Linked DNA regions of Mus musculus: regions 1, 3, 4 and 5 are each linked to region 2. Evidence: chromatin contacts called from public ChIA-PET, Hi-C, HiChIP or PLAC-seq and promoter capture Hi-C data. All regions are on one chromosome and are shown on one strand. The core of a region is the stretch at or near the end of the contact, and the rest is flanking DNA. Distances in the headings are between cores, read along the strand shown. Region 1 holds the start of Hexim1 (hexamethylene bis-acetamide inducible 1). Region 2 holds the start of Gpatch8 (G patch domain containing 8). Region 3 holds the start of Plekhm1 (pleckstrin homology domain containing, family M (with RUN domain) member 1). Region 4 holds the start of Etv4 (ets variant 4). Region 5 holds the start of Arl4d (ADP-ribosylation factor-like 4D).

Region 1 (2,965 bases), core at 341-2,840, 560 kb before region 2:
AGCGCGCAGCCGGTCCAGCTCTAGCTCGAGCTCCCGCACTCGCGCGTCGACGCCTCCCAGCCGCTTGCTTTCCAGCCGCAGCCGGTTATTTTCGTCCTCCTTGCGGGAGAGGCACTTCTCCAGCTCCAGGTACTCTTTGATGAGCTCCTGCTTGCTCATGTTCTGCAGGCTCTCGGCGTGGTACCGCTCGTACGTCTCCGAGAAGTCCCGCTGCAGAAACTCGCTGCCGTCCCCTCCCATGCCATCGCTGCCTCCGTCTTCCTCACCAGCTTCTTCCACAAAATCCTCATCGCTGGTGTCGTCGGATTTGGCGGCTGCCCGCTTGGGGTAAAGGCCGGTTTTGAGATCAGGCTCCTCCTGATCGTGGTCATCCATGAGGAACTGCGTGGTGTTATAGGGCGCAACTGGCTGGCCCTTGGCGAACATCTCGGCTCGAACCCGCGAAGCTCGCAGGCTCTGCTTCTCGTCGAACTTTTTCTTCTCCTCCCAAGTCAGCTTGTAGTAGGGCTTCCAATGCCGCTTCTTCTTTGAGGGGCGTCTCCGATGTTTTTTCTTGCCCAGCTGTCTCTGTTGCTGTCCCCATGGCTCCTCGCCTCCGGCGGCAGGAGCCTCCTGCTTGGTGGCCTCCGAGTCATGACCTGGCTGCACGAGGGACTCTGACATCGGCTCTCCCTCCGCCGACGGGGAGGCACCGCCAGTGGATAAGTCCTCCCCATTCTGGCCCTTCTCGCCCTTCTCCAGGGAGCTCAATTCTGGACAGGCATTCGTCTGCAATGGGGGCAGCTGGTGCTTCAGGCCCCCTTCTCCCTCCTGCCCTGGACGGCTACCGGACTGCAAGGACGCTCTCGATTGCCACCTACTGTCCTCCTTGGGCACCCGTTCCTCCGCGCTTGGGGGGCGCTCAGAGGTATGCTCTTCATGGACAACAGCAGCACCTGTACAGTTGCTAGTTTGAGGCTGGTGTTGATGTTCTGTCAAGAGTGGCTCGGCCATGGCTTAGTAGAGTTCTCTTCTGGAAGTTTGAGAAATTCTGGCTTAAGGAAAGAGGTTTTTCTTTCTTTTCAAAATATGTCCAACAAAGTCCTCTTCGGTCAGTAATTTCTGCAGTGACGCCTTCCGTCCGTCCTGTCAGCAAACTCCAATCGCAACTTGGAGTCCAGTCAATAAAGGGTTAAGCGCACACAAGCGTGGCCAACTAGCAGGTCCGGGGGTTCAGCAGCAGGCACCGTATGCAAATATGCAGAGGGGTGGGCTTCACGCCTCCCCGCCGAGTGCTCCCACAGACGAGGAGTTGGTGCGCAAGGAGAGGAGGTTTAAGTCCAATGGGTTAAACCCAACCCGAAAGGGTTAAAACTACCCGATGACGCTGCCTCGGAGGGGCCGAATCCACAAAGGGTTAAATCCCCTGCCGCAGAGCCCACAAGGGGTTAAAGTCCCAGAGCCGCCACCTCCCACTTCCACGGGTGTCGCTCCAACCCGAGCTCCCAGTTCCTCAGGCCGGGCCGGAGCCTTAGCCGAGGACAGACAAACTCATCTCCCCTCTGGCTCGATGCTCCGCTCAGTTCTCCTCCGCCTCCTCCTCTTTTCCTCCCTCCCTCCCTCCCCCTTCAGACAGCTCTTCTTCCGCCTCCTCCTCCGGCTTCCCCTCCCAACCTGACTTTCCACCTGCCAACTTCCAACTGCTGTCTCCAAGCCCTCGGCGCCTCTTATATATAGAAGCTTGTAAGCCCCGCCCATGCGCATGCGTAACGGAGTCCAGGTGTGGGGCAGCCGGGAGTCGTAGTTCCCTTCTTTCGGGCCCGCCGTCCTCGCGCGCCGTGCAACGTAGCCAATCATAGAATGCGTAGGGGGCGTCTCCCAGGCCGCCTTCTTCCATCGCTTAGCTCTCGCTGAAGAAACGTGAGCAGTCATTGGGCAAGAGTTATTCGTCTCTCCGAGGAAGGAAGACCAATTACAGAGGAGATGGGGCGGGTTCTGGACCATACCATTGTGCTTCAGGAATACAAGAAGATTCCATGACCTTTGGGAGCTTATACAGAATATTTTTATTAAAAGGTGCGTTTGAAAATCTACTGTCATATTCTGTTCTCAGCGGAAAGGTTCTGATGGCCATAAACCGTTTTCAACTTATGCAAAAATGGTCTGTCCCTAAAAAGTAGTCCCTAAAGTGTAAAAGAGGATTAAATTCTATAAAGAGAGCTGTTAGTCGTGATTACTGACATTGGATTCTTAAAATTACAATAATGTCTCTGAGGTAGGTGATGGGTTTCTTGGAGAGAGATAAGCGGAAGGATATTTTGGACAACTATTTATTAAAAAGACGAAAAGCGCATGAAGAAGTAAACAAATGAATTAAGAAGTGCCGCCTTAAAGGGACAGTGTGGTGGCCTGCCGAGCATCAGCTTCAGACTAGGCCTCAGGAACTGAGAGGGCGGGTTCGAGTCCTGAGTGACGTCGGTCCTCAGGCTATCCTGGAGGCCCTTAGGTGAGAGCAGCCACCCAGGCCAAGAGCTATCTCCGCACCAGAGGTGAAAGCAAAGTGGTCCTCCGCGGCCGAGCTCTCCGCCTGAGCCCGGATGGGAAGCGCGTGGTGAGGAGGAAGGACTCGCCCCGAACCTCGGCTTCTGCCGAAGAAAATGGCCTCCCGGGGTCGACTTGGCCTCTTCGCTTCCGATACCGCAAACCTTTCCCTAGCCAGGATACTCTGGAGAGATTGGGCCAATTGATGCGAAGTCTGTGTTGGGGAGGAACCCAAAAATCTATGCGTTCCCGAAAAAAGGGGGTGTCATCCACAGAGATGAGGTGTGTGTGTGTGTTGGGGGGAAGGCTTCGAGAAGGAAAGCTGAAGGCCTTCCCTGAAATGGGTGTGCTTGACCCAGGGCCGTAGGGTACATTGGGGGTGAAGTGGGGGTTCTACTCCCCCTTAAAAGGGATTCACATTCTTTTCCCCTACTAGAAGGACCCG
Region 2 (3,016 bases), core at 6-2,505:
CATACATTCATTCATTCATGTAGGCGAAGCAGTCTTACACTAGGTAAAATTAAACAGCCCCCCCTCACTCCCCCACCCTGTGAAAACATTAAAGAAAACAAGAGCTGGAAAGATGGCTAAGCAGTTAAAAGCACTTGTTCCACATGCAGAGCACCTGGGTTTGTTTCTAGCACTGACATACATGGTGATTCTTAACTGTAACTCTAGCTTCAGGGGATCCAATGACTCTGAACATGAATATATATGTGTGGAGGGGGGAGAGGAGTGGGAGGGGGAGGGAAAATAGTAAGAAAAAAACGTCAAGCTCTTGGTAGCCATGTGTTTAAGTTTCTCTCTTCTTCAAGGTTGTGATCCCTTTGTTATGCCTTGATTTATATGTAGCTTTAAGATAGGTCATTCTTTTCATTACAGTCCCCCCCCCCCACAGTGTCACTTAGATTTTGTTATTTGAAGCAATGTCTTATAGCCCAGGCTAGCTTTGAACTTCCTATGTAGCCAAGGATAAGCTTGACTTAATTTCCCCTCAGCCTCAAGCAGGAATAGACACTCGTTTATATTTACAACTATTAGGTTAATTTATTGGTTATCTGACTTCCTGCCTGGAATGGAAGCCCTTTGAGAGATTTTTTTGGTACCTCTTAAGTAACATTATTATGTATTAATTTTAAAAATACCCTCTTTGGACATCGGGGGGCGAGCCTCTACTACATAGAGAGCTACAGGAAACCCTGTCAACAAAATAACAAAAACAAAACAAAAAAACATTAAAAGTACTCTAGCTGTAAAGTCAGATCTCATGCTACTGTATAGCATTACACTGTATATTATTACAAATACGGGATGGGCTTGACCGTAAACAAGAGCATAAGAAAGAAAGACTTCTGAACACTGCTAAGGGAGCAAGTGAATACTTCCCAGGCCCCCAAATGCTCTGCCCTGCTGATCTTTCCCTCCGGAAGCGCTTACGCGCGCCGGCGCGAGTGCGCATGCGCGGCCCGCTGGGGTCGCTCGGGGCCGGGCGTGAAACCGAGCGATGTGAGAGGAAGGTTCCGCCTCCAGGCCTGCGCGCCTTCGGGATTCCCGTCGGAACGAATTCCTGTTCCCTCCTCTTCCCAACACCCCCCCAACAATCCCTCGCCAAGCACACATCCTCCACCCCCCTCCCCACGCCTGCTGCGCGCGCCCGGTGGGCGTGGGAGGGGGCGTGGAAACAGAGAGGGGGCGGGCGTAGCGGGAGGGGAGGAGCGAACCGGAGAGCGTCGTCCTGAGGAGGAGTGAGAGCGGCAAAATGGCGGACCGCTTCTCCCGCTTCAACGAGGACCGAGACTTTCAGGTAAACACGGGCGTCGCCGAGGACCACCCACGCCCCCGGAGGGCTCGCCGCGAGCCCGGGGCCGCCTCCCTCCCGGCCTCCTGGCTCTCCTTCCTTCTGCTCTCCGCTCCACCTTGCAAGCCGGCTCTCGCCCCTTCCTGCCTCTCATTTCTCCAGGGGCCTCCGGGGCTGAGATGAGGCCGCGTCCCCGGCTTCATCCCTATTCACGCCGCTTCTTCGGCTCGGCTTTCCTCCTATTTTGCTCCTGGCTTCCCGCTCCGCAGCCGGGCGCTTTGTGGGGGTTGCGCTTTGCTTGTCTCGGGGCCTGTGCAGGCGCAGGGCCGGCCCGGCCCCCGGGGGAGAGGGCTGGGGCGGGGAAGGCTTGGGCCAGCGGTTTTCAGGCCGGGGCTATGGAAGCCTTGGCTTTTGCTCGCCCCGATCATCCTGGGGATCGCCTCTCCGTTTTCCCATTGTGACAAACAAGCCCTTTATCGACTGTCTAACCTAGTCTTCCCCCTGGTAAAGGGCGCCCTTTCTTATCAAAGACGCCTTTTTTGTTGAGGCGAGCCATTGAGCTTTCTCTGGGCATAAATAACTGCTGTTGTTTACAGGCCGTTAATTGGGTTGGGGACAGTAAGGTATAGGTCTGTGGACTGGCGTAAACTTAACTTCGAGACCTACCAAGATTTGTAAAGAAGCATAATTATGGCCTTTCCAAGCGGGAGTAAATTCGTTCCTAAACCTTGATTTTTTTTTTTTTTCTTTCTTCGTTTGCAAATGTTGATCTGGGAAAGATGTCCGTGGGGTGGCAGGCATTAAAGAAAAAAACAACAAAAACAAAACAAAACAAAAAAACAAACAACAAAGGCCGAATTAGAATCATTAGGCTTTTAGATATTGAAATTGTTACTGCAGGCATAGTTGGGAGACAATAAGGGATTTAGTAGCCTTTGGTTATTTCTAGGTAAAATACATCCTCAGTTGCAAATCACTGCATTACTACCGCATCTCCTGGCAACAGCAATTTAGGTCAAGGGATGAGCCTCCGAACTCGAGTTTTTGTATTCCTTTCAGCTTCCTCAACGCACCTCTAGCTGTGTCAGAAGGCAATTTGAAGGGTTTGAATTCTTGGAGATGATTGGGTTGATAGACAAAGCAATTTCAACTGGTTTAAAATCAACACTGTTAAATAGTCTTAGGTGTAGAACGCTATGGGAAGTTTTGCAGCAGTAAGGGATTTGGGAGTTGCTGAAAATGCCTTGTGGTCATGTGCCTGCCGCAGAAACTGCAGCCCAGCACAGCATCTTAAGGTGTTTTAAGGATTTATCTCAGGTCTTCCAAAGTTTGAGGTGGACATTTGATACCCGAGAAGGAAGGCAGGCTTATCTTTCTTTTCTTTCTCCCTATATCAAGCCCTATGAAGCAGGTATAAAGTATATACGCTTTATTACTATTTTTTGTTAATTTAAAATTATTTAGGAGACAGTAGATGACGAAAACCTTCCAATGCTTTTCAGAGAAAAGAATTTCAAGGTGACCTAATAAAATTGAAAACAGACAGTTTTGAGGAAAAATGGCCCTCAAGTATTTCAGCTGGCTCAAACGGGGTTTTGAATGAAGATATTGAAAACTGGCTATTAGGATGTGAGTGTCGTCACTTGGAAACTGAGCAGGGAGACTCTTCTTCGATGCTTTAGTTGAGGT
Region 3 (2,700 bases), core at 134-2,633, 860 kb before region 2:
TTTTTTTTTTTTTTTAAGAGTCTTGATTAGAAGGCAACCCAGAGGGCTGGAGAGATGGCTCAGTGGGTAAGATACCCAACTGCTCTTCCAAAGGTCCTGAGTTCAAATCCCAGCAACCACATGGTGGCTCACAACCATCCTTAATGAGATCTGACTCCCTCTTCCGGAGTGTCTGAAGACAGCTACAGTGTACTTACATATAATAAAAATAAAATAAATTAAAAAAAAAAGAAAGAAAGAAAAAAGAAGGCAACCAAGAGACTGGGCAGAGTTTGAGCATATATATGTTTGAACATATATTCAAATATATATTACCTCAAAGCCACAGTGACATACTTCCGCTAACAAGGCCACACCTCTTCCAGTAAGGCCATGCCTCCTAAATAGTGCCATTTCCCATGGGCCAAGCACATTCAAACCACAACTGGTAAAAAGAAAGAAAGAAAAGGAAAAAAAAGACATAGTGATAAAATGACTCCTAATGACATTTGGGTACTCATAGATCAATGCCTTGTTCAGCCATCATTAGAGAAGTTTCCTTCTACAGCAGATAGGGAACCCCAAGGGAGAGGTGGAAAGAGTGTAGGAGCCAGAGGGGATGGAAGACACCAAGAAAACAAGGTCCTCTAAGTCAATAGGAGCAAAGTTCATATAAACTCACAGAGAGTCTTTTCTTTTACAGTCACCACCTCTATGGCCCACACCTAGGTCCTAGGTTCCCTTTTGGGCACGGTCCTCAGACCTGCCCAGCCTGCCCTTTATTAGTCACGGTTGCTACATTTGACAGTTTTCTTCCGCGTCTATTCCGAGAGACAGCTGTCATTTTCTGTAATGGAACAAAAGCAATTAAATAGTGAGAAGACAAAAAGCAGGTCCTCTGGGCTTCATGCCTCAAAGGGCTGACCGCAGGCAAATTAAACTAACAGGTCCAAGAGAGCCCTCAGGGCGATCACGTGGTATGAGACAAGTCAAAACAACTGTTTCCTGGCTCCGGAAAAACCAGACCTGAAGGTCCCACTTGGACCCAGGATCCACTTGCTCCCTCCACTACTAATGCCCTTAGGGAAACATACGGGTTAATGGCGCAACAGGGCGCATTTTCGGATTAAGGGGGCAAACACGACAACCCCAAAGTTGCACAGATGCGATTGAGGGGCAGAGCTGCGGGACGCAGAAGTCCCGAAGCTCCAAGGGTCCAGCCTCTCTGCGCTACCCAGAGCCAGAGTAGCGAGAGCGGCAGGATCGCTCACCTGAGCCAAGAAGCCCTGCAATCCGGGGCAAGGGAAGAGCTGACGGCCCCGCCCCTCGGCTCCTCTAGGCCCAGTGATTGGTTTTTGAGGACTGGGGGCGGGGCCGTAGCGAGGAGCCGACGTGATGGCGTCAGACGCCGCGCGCCGCTTCCTGTTGTCAGTGCCTTTGGAGCCGCAGCTTCTGCTCGGAACCGAGGGGGGTCTCGCTTCGCCCGGAGCGCCGCCACCTGCTCCTGATCCCTTCGGTGAGTGAGTCTGGGGTCTGAACGTGGAGGGAAGCGCGGGGCGGTGATGCGACCCGGCGGTGGGCCCGCAACCTCGCAGCCACTCGCGACCCCTGTGCGCCTGGAGACTTGGGGTGGGAACCTCGGCCCTTCGCAGCCCGGGCCTGCTCCCACCTCAGCCAGTGGCCACCGGCTCTCTCCCCTCCGTCTCCACCGCAGCCAACCTCAGCCCCAAGCCGGGTCCCCTAACCACCGGTCTTGCAAAAGTGTAGCCTCACTCGTGACCCCTCTTTAGCCCAGTTGCAACCCGATCCGAGCGAGCCACATCCCTTCGCCACCTCTTATCTCAACATCGCGTTTATCCCTCATCTCTTCTGAACCTTCCCTCGACCCTCCATTCTGGCTCAATTTCTTATCGCAGCCTGTCGTATCTGGCTCACTCGTCCCAAACACGCTAAGTCTCCCTCCCTCCCATTGACCCACTACTGAAGTTTTCTCCTGTTGAACTTGCCGGTTTCTTCTTGGTTACTGACGTCACAGCTTTATCTCAAGGCTTGTGTGTATCTTTTCTTTACCGATTTTTACCTAATTCCCTAGCTGATCACAGAGGTAAGGTCTCTCAGGCACTTTCCTGTCTAAGACTTAATATTAAACTGTCCCCGACTCTGCTGTAGAGGACTGTCTCAGTTTCTACCACTTCCCCCAGTCCTTTCGTTACTTTAAATTTAATATGCATTTATTAATTCTTTGAGAATTTTATGCATGTACATAATATTCCTGCCCCCTAACATCACTGTTAGTTTGGGGTTTTGGGTTGTTGTTGTTGTTGTTTTTGAGACAGCATGTCACTATTTAGCCTTAGATCTCTCTCTCAGATCACTCACTATGTAGATCAGGCTGGCCTCAAACTCACAGTGTGGGTCACCACTCCTGGTTTTAATCTGTTTTTTGTTTGTTTGTTTGTTTGTTTGTTTTTGTAGGATGGAGGGTGGTTTTGTTTTTTGTTTTTGTTATTGTTTTAAGACAGCCAATCTAAACAGCCATGGACTCCTGATCCTCCCTGCCTCCACCTCCCAAGTGCTGGAATTGTAGGCATGAGTCACCATGCCTGGCTTCCCAGAATTGCTATTAACTAGATCTACTCAACTCCTGTCATTTTCTTCCTTGATCCAGCTCTCTTTCACTTTGAGAATTTAGGGTATAGCTCCCTAGTGGTCATACTTGCT
Region 4 (3,029 bases), core at 226-2,725, 770 kb after region 2:
GCTTTTTATTGTAGCTGTTCACCTGACAGGCATTTTGTGCAACTCTTGAGTGCGAGCGAGGCTCAAGGAAGGAGTCCTCCTCTGGGCCCCCGCAGAGATCCCCATAACTATATAGGGATTTCTCTAACAGGGAAGAGAATGAAAGATACCTCACCATATATATGGACTGACCCAGGCTCTCATGAAAAGGGGGGTCCCTAGAGGAGAGCGGCAGCAGGTTCAAACTTTAAAGAACAGTTTGGTAGGTAAAGGGGAGGAGTTTGTGTGGCAGAAAGAGCCCAGTTCAGGTGCCAGGGGGTTAAGGTTTTTGTCCCTTCTCTGACTCCTACAGGCTGGAAGAGATTGCATGCACCTTTTCTTTCTCAGAAGTACTGTTTGGTTAGACAGATGAACTTTGAAAGCAGCCCTGTGGGCCTGTGGGTCCTTGTGACGGCATCTAAAGCAACCCAGATCCCAAGGGAGGTAGTCTTTCTCACACTTGCTTGGCGCCCAGCACCATGTCTGACACAGCAGATATTTACTGAAGGCAGTGATGCTCGAATGACAAACACTAAGATCAACCTCTTGGACAAAATTGGAACCCATCCTGTCTTTTGATCACCAAGTCACTTGGGATTTCTGCTTCCTATCATAAGGAGTAAGATGGCAGCGAGAGAGACATCCTTGAGCCTCTTGTTGGCAAAGCCTCGAATGAATGATAAAGCGGGTCACAGAATAAGCAACTCTACAGATCACAGACCCGTGAGAAAGCCGGTTTGAGCCAGTTTACATTTACTGAGCACCAACTGTGCCTCCATTTGTTTTCAAGTAGCTCGGGGTCTCAGAGGGCTGCACAGAAGACCTTGGTGGCTTTGAAACGCTAATGCCCCTCAGTGACAAGCTGAGTTACCTCAGGTGAGGAGGCCATGGTGTCTTTCTTAGCTTTCTTCCATTTTCATTTGTAAAGTAAAATGGAAACCGCTCCGCAGCACCACGTTATGGGAAGGAAATTAGCACGTGGAGGCAGAGCGCTTCATAAATGCTAGTTATTATGGTTCCTCTGGGCGCACAAGTCCGTTTGCCTCCCCCTCCCCCCAGGGCACACAGACGTGTTCACACTCCCACGTAAGTATAGATGCACAGAGGCGTGAGCTAACGCCAGCGGAAGGAGCTCAGGGGTCCTTAGACCCAAAACCCAGGTTGGAACCCGTGGAGAAGCTGCCGGGTCTTCAGCTTCCGTCTTTTTTTCTCAATTCTTTATGAATGAACTAAAGCCGAAAGGAGTTTATTTTTTTATGAATGGAAGTCCAAAAAGTGAATGAAGCCAGGAGCCAGCCCCTACTTTCTGATTGGTCTTCGTGGCTGGGAAACTCCTCCCTCAAGCTCAGCTAGCCGAGTCTGAGGATTGGCGGGCGTGCCCGGCCCTGGGGTTTCATTCACAAAAGTCAATGAAACAAAGGGAACCGGTGGGGAGGGGCGGGGGAAGAGCGAGAACGGAGGCCAAGGCAAAGGAAATGCACCAATCAGCTGCTCCCCCGGGCTCACAACTGTCTGCTGCGCCCGGAAAACAAGCCGGGGCTCTGGGGACCCGGGGCTCAGGCCGCCTCGCTCCGGCCTAGCCCCGCCACCTTAGTTGTGTCATCCCCCGGGCATGCTGAGCATCCCCCCGCGGCTCCGGCACAGACGCCCGGACCTCAGGTGAAGCTGCGGAAGGGGAAGGAAGGGAGAGTGTCTGTGATTTCCCCGCTTCATCTCCCACACACCACACTCTCTCTGTTCGGCGCCCGCTTCCGCACATTCCGGGGCGGGGGTGGGAGGCGTCGGGATTCGAGGCTGGAGGGGGCGCCTGAGTTATGGGCGTGCGAATGGTGTGCGCCGCGCGCGCGCGCCCACATACACACACACACACTCACACACGCGCGCACACACACACGCACACACACGTCTTATGTAACCCAGTTCGGGCTGAGCAGGGCTGCAGAAAGCAGACACACCAACCCCAGCTCAAGGGAGCAGGTGGGACCTCCTTTGGCGGGAGAGGAGTGGCGGTGGAGGCGCTCGGCCGCGCAGGTCCCAGCGAGTCGGAGAAGTTTCGCTGTCCGATCCAAAGCCTCGCGATCGCCCCCTCCCCCCCGCAGCGCTCCCGGGACCGTGTGCGAACTGCCTCCCCCCTCCCAGGTCTCTGCCTCCGCGCGGGGGCCCGGCCCTGTGGCCGGAGGGAGCGGCCGGATGGAGCGGAGGATGAAAGGCGGATACTTGGACCAGCGAGTGCCCTACACCTTCTGCAGCGTGAGCGCCGCGCCGGCCTCCACGCCCGCCCCCGCCCCGCACCCCGCCCCTACTCGCCCCGCAGCCCCCTCCCGGGGGGTCTCAGTGGGTCCAGGACCGCCTGGCCCCTGAGCCACCCCGGGACCCCACCCCCAACCCCAAGCTAGACTCCTCAGGGTGATTCGGGGGCATTCTTCCCCCCTCCTTCCAGCAGAAATCTCCCGGAAATGGGAGCTTGGGCGAAGCGCTGATGGTCCCGCAGGGAAAGCTCATGGACCCGGGCTCCCTGCCGCCTTCCGACTCAGAAGGTAAAGAAACAGACAAACTGCGACCCCTCTGCTTAATCCACGTACATCCATCCCAAAGCCTTATCCTGGACTTCCCCAACCCACGTTTCCCCAAAAGTCAAACCACTCATTCTTCTCCGTCCCTTATCACCAGTGGGGAGGCTGTAACCCGGGCTCGCCAGGTCTCTTCCCCATATTATCGCCACCTCTTCACCAATCCAATATTCACCCATCAGATCTCTTCCAGGACCTCAGTCACTTCCAAGAGACGTGGCTCGCAGAAGGTGAGTAGTTTTGTTTCCTTCCTAAAATTAGAAGTGGGACATGGGGGGCGGGGGGTTCTTGTCTGTCTCAAGGAGTCCTTCAACCCCATCTCTCCAGTCCCTAACCATGTCACTCTCCCCGGTGCCCAGTGTGGACACATATCGATATTTATTTTCTCGCCCGGAGCCAGGCTTGTATAACTAGGCCTGGGGATGAATCAGACTATTGTGT
Region 5 (2,839 bases), core at 339-2,838, 890 kb after region 2:
GCAGCTGCCAGCTCTCGGACCGCCAGCCTCTTCTCCACCTCGGCTGCACTCAGTGCCCCCGGTTGGTCCTGCTTGTTGGCCAGCACCAGCACTGGCACCCCCTGGTTGTCGGAAGCCTTGCTGATCCGGTGTAACTCCATTCTGGCTTCCTCTAACCTCTCAGTCTCTGCAGAGTCCACCACAAACACCAGTCCATCTGTCCGGCGGGTGTAGGAGCGCCACAGTGGCCGAAGCTTCTCCTGACCCCCAACATCCCACACTTGGAAAGTGATCCCACGGGAACCCCCCAGGGGCACGCGGATCTTCTCAGTATTAAAGCCCTTGGTGGGGACGCTCTGGACAAACTCCTTGAACTTGAGACGGTAAAGAAGGGAAGTCTTCCCCGCGGAATCCAACCCAATGACGACGACATGCAGGGCCTGGAAGTGCGGCAGAAAGGACGAGGCTGTAGGGGCCATTTCAGTCAAGTGGTTCCCCATGGTGAGCTAGGGTGCAGGGTGGACCTCAGGAGTAGGTCTGGGACTCCAGCAGAGGCCAAGAAGAGGAGACCTTAAAACGGCAGGTAGCACAAGCTGGGGTGTCTAAACAAGGCCAAAAAAGAAACGAGAAAGGTTTAGAATAAACGAATTTGCAACTTTTGGGTCCTTCCCCTAAACCTGCACCCTACCCTTCTAAATATTCCTTTTATTAAAACAAGGTTTGCCCCAGCAGTGGTGGAGCACACCTTTAATCCCAGCACTTGGGAGGCAGAGGCAGGTGGATTTCTGAGTTCGAGGCCAGCCTGGTCTACAGAGTGAGTTCCAGGACAGCCAGGGCTACACAGAGAAACCCTGTCTAGAAAAACAAAAAAGAAAAAAAAAAAGATTTTTAAGTGCCTCTTTTTCCAAAGTAAAGAAAAAATATTTTGTGCGTGTGTGTAAGCCACTCACAGCTTGAGTGTTAAAGTCAGGACAACTTACAAGAGTATGTGGGTCTCAGGAACCAATTAGGGTCCTCATGTTTTAGGGTAGGCGCTTTTAAACCATCTCCAATGCCTTTCTCCTTCCCCTCTTCTTAAAAATAAAAAATAAAAAAAGTAGCTACAGGTGTAACAAGGCGTGCTCCTGTCCCAGGGACTCCTAGGAGAGGCCCTGAGGTCAGAGAAACTCTCGGGCACTAGGATCTTCGAGGGTGCGGATCTTGCAGGCAAGATCCGAAGTAAGGTCGTTTCCCTGCACCCCTCTCCGAGATTGAGAGAAAGCAGAAGCTGTGCTCTCCACTCCCCAGAGGAGAAATCTCGCATGAAGGAGGCGGTCGGGCAGTGTGCCCAAAGTAAGAGCACCGATGTGGGTCGGGCTCCCACAAGCACCGCATACCCACAACGGTGGCACGCCCCTGCGGGCGCTTTGACCACCACCACACGGCCCTGCAACTCTCCAGCCAGCGGTCGACGCCCGCTCCCCTAAGCCCCGCAAGCCGGCGCCTTTGCATGGTCCAGACACCCTCCTTTACCTTCAGCCAGCCGCACTCTCCGCGAGCCACGCCAACCAGACACCGACTCGTCGCGTCTCAGCCACAGCGGACTTTGCAGTGCCGCTGCTCCGGTTCCTCGTTAAAAACCCTCTCGTGACGTCACACGACGCGGCCCAATCAGCGTCCCGGAGGCGGGGACTGAGCCAGCCTCTGCAGCCCCAGCCTGGAAATGGAGAGCTCGTTCTATCCGGAACCGCTTTATTTTAATCTTTTCTACCTTATTCAGTATTTGGAACAGAGCCTGGAACTCATTAGGGCTGGGAGGTGGGACAGACTAAAGGAACAGGCGTGGCTGCGCCTGACGAGAGCATGGAACGGAATGTCTAATAATGACACTACCCCATCCACTTGCCCTCAATCCGGCTGCCCCCCCCCCATACTTTCCTTCCACCTAAAGATCTGCTCGAAGAGATTCTGACATGTTTTCGTATCTTACCTCATTCAGTAGTACTCATTCAAGTCACTGTCTTCATCTAGTTTGCAAAGCAGTATTTACCTGGAGCTCTGATACAGCTGATTCATAATACTAAGCCCATTTAATGTATATAGGAGTACGGGGACGCTGACACACCAGAAGAGGGCATCGGATCCCCTTACAGATGGTTGTGAGCCACCATGTGGTTGCTGGGAAATGGATTCAGGACCTCTGCAAGGGCAGCAGTGCTCAGTGTCAGTTAAGCCAGTGGGTCAGTATATGCCCATGTGTTCAGTAGGAAATGTCAGATCTCCTGGAACCAGAATTAGAGACAGTGGTGACTGCCTCATATGGGTGCTGGGAACCGAACCTGGGTCCGCTGGAAGAGTAATAAGTGCTCTTAACCACTGAGCCATTGCTTCAAGGGATAAGGGGGTGGGGGGAGTATTTTTTGAGACAGGGTCTTTCTATATAACCCTAGCTATCCTGGAACTCACTATGTAGACTAGGGTGGCCTCATACACAAAATAATCCACCTGCCTCTGCCTTTAAGATTAAAGGCATGAAACCAGGCAGTGGTAGTGCATGCCTTTAATCTTGGGAGGCAGTGGCAGGCAGATTTCTGTGTTCGAGGCCATCCTGATCTACAGAGTGAGTTCCAGTACAGCCAGGGCCACACAGAGAAACCATCTCGGGAAAAAAAAAGGAAAAAAAAGGATTAAAGGCATGAGCCATCATATCCAGCTATATTTGGTTTTTTTGTGTGTGTGTTTTGAGATAGGAATCTCATTATGTAGCTCAGGCTATCCTGGACATCCTAACAATCTTTGGGCCTCAGCTTCCTGCATATAGAGCATGGAGGACCCCATTACCTCACAGTAGCATGTTAGGGACTGTTGTCTGTTTCTTACA

What was found. Hi-C and Micro-C count contacts between places; a contact is called where the count stands out from the background. ChIA-PET counts read pairs in DNA pulled down with a chosen protein or histone mark. HiChIP or PLAC-seq counts read pairs in DNA pulled down with a chosen protein or histone mark. Capture Hi-C pulls out chosen DNA fragments and counts their contacts.
Region 1: an RNA polymerase II ChIA-PET map of memory CD8 T cells shows a contact between it and region 2, with 10 read pairs. The contact joins the promoter of Hexim1 here to the promoter of Gpatch8 in region 2. A contact is called at or near these places in 2 of 39 promoter capture datasets (cranial neural crest and pre-B cells) and 2 of 115 datasets of contacts at active chromatin or transcription factors (memory CD8 T cells and pancreatic cancer cells).
Region 3: a contact with region 2 is called in an H3K27ac HiChIP or PLAC-seq map of T-cell acute lymphoblastic leukemia, with 4 times the contacts expected there. The contact joins the promoter of Plekhm1 here to the promoter of Gpatch8 in region 2. A contact is called at or near these places in 1 of 39 promoter capture datasets (pre-B cells) and 1 of 115 datasets of contacts at active chromatin or transcription factors (T-cell acute lymphoblastic leukemia).
Region 4: a contact with region 2 is called in a Hi-C map of B cells, with 9 read pairs. The contact joins the promoter of Etv4 here to the promoter of Gpatch8 in region 2. A contact is called at or near these places in 3 of 484 Hi-C or Micro-C datasets (B cells, CD4 T cells and embryonic stem cells).
Region 5: a promoter capture Hi-C map of pancreatic islet shows a contact between it and region 2. The contact joins the promoter of Arl4d here to the promoter of Gpatch8 in region 2.

The regions. Positions count from the first base shown.
Region 1 is chr11:103,114,950-103,117,914 of GRCm38.p6, reverse strand. Hexim1 (hexamethylene bis-acetamide inducible 1) reads right to left here and starts at 1,590. Exons shown (of 1, transcript NM_138753.2): 1 at 1-1,590. The coding sequence starts at 993.
Region 2 is chr11:102,554,397-102,557,412 of GRCm38.p6, reverse strand. Gpatch8 (G patch domain containing 8) reads left to right here and starts at 1,255. Exons shown (of 8, transcript NM_001159492.1): 1 at 1,255-1,333. The coding sequence starts at 1,289.
Region 3 is chr11:103,411,388-103,414,087 of GRCm38.p6, reverse strand. Plekhm1 (pleckstrin homology domain containing, family M (with RUN domain) member 1) reads left to right here and starts at 1,383. Exons shown (of 12, transcript NM_183034.2): 1 at 1,383-1,495.
Region 4 is chr11:101,783,756-101,786,784 of GRCm38.p6, reverse strand. Etv4 (ets variant 4) reads left to right here and starts at 1,475. Exons shown (of 13, transcript NM_001316365.1): 1 at 1,475-1,677; 2 at 2,158-2,268; 3 at 2,462-2,555; 4 at 2,771-2,818. The coding sequence starts at 2,209. Gm39392 (a long non-coding RNA gene) reads right to left here and starts at 1,464. Exons shown (of 3, transcript XR_880221.3): 1 at 1-1,464.
Region 5 is chr11:101,664,290-101,667,128 of GRCm38.p6, reverse strand. Arl4d (ADP-ribosylation factor-like 4D) reads right to left here and starts at 1,588. Exons shown (of 2, transcript NM_025404.3): 1 at 1,492-1,588; 2 at 1-581. The coding sequence starts at 479.